Linked DNA regions of Arabidopsis thaliana: region 2 is linked to region 1. The links are chromatin contacts, called in public capture Hi-C maps. All regions are on one chromosome and are shown on one strand. The core of a region is the stretch at or near the end of the contact, and the rest is flanking DNA. Distances in the headings are between cores, read along the strand shown.

What was found. Capture Hi-C pulls out chosen DNA fragments and counts their contacts.
Region 2: a contact with region 1 is called in a capture Hi-C map of root, with 3 times the contacts expected there. A contact is called at or near these places in 3 of 26 Hi-C or Micro-C datasets (root, rosette leaf and seed embryo) and 1 of 3 other capture datasets (root).

Annotation. Positions count from the first base shown.
Region 1 is chr3:16,447,543-16,450,225 of TAIR10.1, forward strand. It overlaps XTH31 (xyloglucan endo-transglycosylase-related 8), which reads right to left and starts at 1,302. Exons shown (of 4, transcript NM_114368.3): 1 at 935-1,302; 2 at 495-595; 3 at 182-399; 4 at 1-98. The coding sequence starts at 1,136.
Region 2 is chr3:16,839,605-16,842,287 of TAIR10.1, forward strand. It overlaps AT3G45820, which reads right to left and starts at 1,379. Exons shown (of 4, transcript NM_114451.1): 1 at 1,348-1,379; 2 at 1,232-1,289; 3 at 559-747; 4 at 426-485. The coding sequence starts at 1,379. The coding sequence ends at 426. AT3G45830 (nuclear factor kappa-B-binding-like protein) reads left to right here and starts at 1,048. Exons shown (of 3, transcript NM_001339221.1): 1 at 1,048-1,479; 2 at 1,614-2,683. The coding sequence starts at 1,673.

The DNA of each region.
Region 1 (2,683 bases), core at 52-2,551:
CATCCCATATCGATCCGTAAACCCACATCGGTCTTGTGGGGAATATAGCTTCATTCTTTCTATTATATGTACGTATCGGTACATCGTCTACAAAGAATCTTTATACATGAAAAAATCGTCCAAGTTAGTATATCAAACAACTAGAAAATGCGTATACTTAACATAAGAATTCTTGACTTACACAATTTGGTTAGGGTTCCACAAAATTGCGTAATGGTGAAAATCTTGAGTAGGGTCAAACCACAAGGTAAATTTCATTTCTCTTCCAATGACATTTCGGTCGCCACTTCCCCTAACGAAGACATTCGTTTGAAGGGAATAAGGCTTCCCTGGCGTTGTCCCTAGAAACTCGATATCGACCTCATCGTGGTCTCCAGGATGCTCTTGGTTGTTTGAGAGCTAAAGATCGAAAAATTGTTAGAATTTGAAATTTAGTAACCCTTTAACAACATAATTATTAGGTGGTTAATTAATCAGTTCGATCATATGCATACATAGAGGGATGTATCCACTCCAGCAGTGAAGCCTGGTTGGAGCTTAATGGAAGCACCAAAGTAGCCCGACCGGTATGGACGAAGAGACTTGAACCCACTCCCTGTTCATGCTCATATTTAATTAGTCAATAAAATCAATTTATTACATACGACAAAAATGATTATTATAAATGATAGTATGATTAAAATAACTAATTGGGAATAAAAATAATAAATATAAGCTACCGACACAGTCCTACAAGTCGTGCAGTGTATTAAATAACACTAGAAACTTGAGTGAGGTTTGACAAAGTTATCACCACTTACTAAATTGATTCTAATCAGTACATTCATTAATTTTAATGGTCTGTTCATAATGAATAGCATATAATCTCTTAGTGCATTTTATAACATGGACTCAAATTTGGTTGAAAACGAAAAAAGTAAAGAAAGAAAAAGACCAGTGGATTTGTCGAGCCAAAGAGTGACAACGTCTTGCTCTCTACGTTGGTGTTGAGAGCCCCATAAAGTACGGAATTCACGATCAAAAGGTGAAGTCGGTACTCGGGAACTCGGGTAGTATCCCGGTGAAGGAGAACGTTGGCTGTGACCACTACTAGGGCACAACACTAAGAGAGCTAGAAAGATAAGAGACAAAGCCATTTTTGAGTGAAGTAAAACCTTTTGAGTGGTTACTACAAAAGGGGAAATAAACACATTTAAGAGAGACAAATATGTATGAAATGAATGAAGAAAAGTGAGAGAAGGCAGGTGTGTATAAATAGAGAGTGATGCGGGTCCGACAGTTATAGGAGTGAGTGACTGTTATCCGTCAATTGGATGGGCCTCTTGGATTGATCCCATGTCAAAATATGAAACATTTAATGTCAACTTACTTCATATATTTTTTTATCAAAAAAAAAACTTACATAAAATATTATTTAACAAAGAAAACTAAGTACGAAAATGAAAAATTCAAGAAAAGGAAATTGAGGAATATATTATAAAAACCAAATTCCTATATAGAGATGATATTTGAACTATGGTTTTTTCTTTTTTGAAAGTATAACCGTACAAGTACAACTAGTTCTATTGTGCTCCTATCACGTCATTCAAAGAGATTTTGTTCCTCTACCTCTACCTATTAAGTGAAACAACGGAAGGAAACCAGCTTTTACCCATTTATTCCGGATCTACCTACGAGGCTAAGACCATAAACAAATTCGTTGAAGAAACTAAAAGTGGAATAAGTTTTTCTACTACTAAATATTAAGTGGGAGTATTTAGTAACTTTAATTTTCTAAGAATAACGTTGTCATCCAAAAATTCTCAATGGTTTTAAATCAAATAAACATGGTTCTAATAGTATAGTATGGACTAAACAAATATTTGACTGTAACTTACTTTTGCAGTTTTAGTAATGTCATGTAAAAAACTGTCGGTTCAAAAGCATTAATATATTTATTTTTTAAATGAAAAGAATGAGGACGTATCGAAAATAAATAGAGTGCAATGAACATGCCCATTTTAATGATCTAGAAAAAAAAATTATATATATATATGCTTTCACATAAGAAAATGACACTTTTTGCGGCCAAATAAAAAAATGACATTATCTTTGTTATTATAAATTTTAACCCATTTCATTTTGGTTTCTGTTTTTTTTTTTTTTTTAAATTAGGATAAAGTCGAAGATGTAACATGTTTGGTCAATTTCATAGCGGAGGTCACATGCATGGATAAGAAACTAGATCAATCCAATGTAGCTTCATAGCTTTTAAAAATCTAATAGTTTATTAATAAATCTCAACTCAAAAAGTTTATAAAAATTTGCATGTAAATCAATCCACAATTTTTTTTATTTTCTTGCTAACGGATCTTGTAATTTATTGGAAAAAGGGATTTGTATTTCTTTATATAATTATAATATGTATTCAGGATAAGTCGAGAGTTGAAATTATGGTTAGTTCGACCTTTTTCTTTTTGACGTTATAGTTAATTTGACTTGATAGGTGATATAGACACATATTTCCTAACGTAGCAGTTTATGAAAATATAGAGTAAACAAAAAAATTTTAGATAAATTAGATGATTGATTTGCGGAAGTCACATATCCACTAGTTTGCCCAATAACTAATTAATCCTATTATATAATGTATAGTGTTTTTTAAATTTGTAAGGATTATAAATTATTGCAATTAATGAACATA
Region 2 (2,683 bases), core at 129-2,628, 390 kb after region 1:
TTTTACAATATTTTATCTGATATTTATATACTGTCCACCAATATCTGTATATAAATGAAATTTTATCAAATTTGGACATTATATAATTACCATTGAATTATTATTATTTTTATATTTTTTTGGCAAAGTGTCATCGAATATCCATAAATAAACTTTTTAATGAAAATTATAAGTAAATGTAAATGCTATTAATGGTTGCTTCAGTATGAGTTTTTTTTTTTTTTTGTCGGCTAAGTATTGTATTCATAAGTCCAGAGGGCAATTTACAGAAGGGATAAAGCCCAATAAAGATACAAGCGAATATAACGGCCCAAAGTAAAACCTAATTTAGCAGCCAACACGTGTAGAGACGTGTACTCCTCCAATCCACGCGTCGGATGTCAAAACGCACCGTCATCAACTCGCCGGACATCGCCGAACTCCGGTCAGCCACCACCAGCTACCTGTAAGGCGATGGATAAACTCTCCTCCCTTCCGCCGATCTCCTGTCCAAACGAAAAGCATCGAAATCTATCAGATTGAATTGTTGAAACTGCTTCAAAAATCTCTTGATATCACCGATTTCGGGGAAGCTTCATCACCGATTACACCCAAATTGATGTAATCTGAGTCCAACTTTGCTCGTGCATCTTGAGCAAACGGAAGTGATAAAGATTTTACTCCTCGAGTAAAGGGAGAAAACAGAGATCTTGGAAGAAAAACCGCGAAATCAATGGATGAGCAAAGATGACATGGAGATCGATCCCGCTAGATGCGAAAGAAAAGACCGGTGATAACCGGTAGACAAAATATCCGATTAGAAATCGGAATTTCTTTGTCTCGTACAAAGACGAGAAAATATACAAGATCCGGACTACATCGGAACCGGAAATACAAAAAAACGATTACCAGAAGCCTTCCTCTCGAAAGATTGTAGAAAGAGAAGAGAGCCAATATGAGTTTAAATATGGTTATAGTTTAATTTTTGTTTTTTTAGTTGACCAAAATAAATGTTTTTATAAAAAGGCAAAAGTAAGTTTGAAAACGACGTCGTAGTAGAGTGTGCCACGAGGACTCGTCTCTCTTCTCGTATCAACTCGCTCCGAGTCGACTCAAAACATAAACTCGGACCGTCTCTTCCACTCTCTTTCCCAAAAACTTTTTTTTTTCCTTGTTGTAATTTCACCGTCTTCTTCGTCCTACTATGCCCTAAGTCTCTGTGGCTTTACCCTTTTTCGTCTTTTCACATAACCTTCACTAATCTGACGGCTATGCTTCCTTCCACGTCACCTTCGTCTTCTTCATCAACCCTCTCTCTCTCCGTCACCGTCTTCTCCTCCTCCTTTAAGTTTATCGCGTTATTTATACGGTTCCTTCTCTAGGGTTTCCTCCAGATTCATCTCTCTTTTCCTTTTTTCTTCCTCCTCGAACAACTTCTTCTATTTTGCTGAAGCAGAGTCCTAAAAGCTTCAATTTTGTTCAATTTTGGTGACAATTAAGGTACTTCCGATCATAATTCATCGAAAATCTTTGATTTTGATTCAATTGGTACTGTAAAGTTTTTGTTTTTTCTTATTCGATTTTCTAAAGTTTTGATTTTTATTTTGTGTTCTGGGCTTTGCGTTTGTGTTTAGGGTTAAAGAATCATAGGACTGTTTCTGTTGAGTGGAATTGGGGGTTTTGTTATGTGGTGATGGCGATCGAGAAGAGTAACGTCAAGGTTTCGAGGTTTGATCTAGAGTACTCTCATGGTAGTGGTGATTCTATGTCAAGTTACGAAGAAAGACGTAAAAACTCAGTGGTGAATAATGTTGATTCGGAGGATGAAGATGATGATTTTGATGAAGATGATTCTGGAGCAGGTTCTGATGATTTTGATTTGCTTGAATTGGCGGAAACTGGTGCTGAGTTTTGTCAAGTTGGGAATGTTACTTGTAGTATTCCTTTTGAGTTGTATGATCTCCCTAGTCTTGAAGATATACTCTCTGTTGATGTTTGGAATGAGTGTCTCACTGAGAAAGAGAGGTTTAGTCTCTCGAGTTATCTACCTGATGTTGATCAGCTTACGTTTATGCGTACTTTGAAAGAGCTTTTCGAGGGTTGCAATTTCCACTTTGGTAGTCCTGTTAAGAAACTGTTTGATATGTTGAAGGGTGGGCAGTGTGAACCCAGGAATACGCTTTATCTTGAAGGACGTAGTTTGTTTCTACGAACCAAACATTATCATAGTTTGAGGAAGTATCATAATGACATGGTGGTGAATCTTTGTCAGACGAGGGATGCTTGGACAAGTTGTAAAGGGTATAGTATCGATGAGAAGCTCCGTGTCCTGAATATTGTGAAAAGCCAAAAGACTCTGATGCGTGAGAAAAAGGATGATTTTGAGGATGATTCATCAGAGAAGGACGAACCTTTTGATAAGCCTTGGGGAAGAAAGGGAAAGGATAGGAAGTCTACGCAAAAGAAATTGGCCCGTCATGCTGGTTATGGTGTTGATTCAGGTTTGGAATTTCCTAGGCGGCAGCTGGCGGCTGTAGAACAGGATTTATATGGTAAACCGAAGTCAAAACCGAAGTTTCCTTTTGCTAAAACGTCTGTTGGGCCATATGCTACAGGTTATAATGGGTATGGTATGAATTCTGCATACAACCCCTCTTCTCTCGTTAGGCAGAGGTATGGTTCAGAAGATAATATTGACGATGAT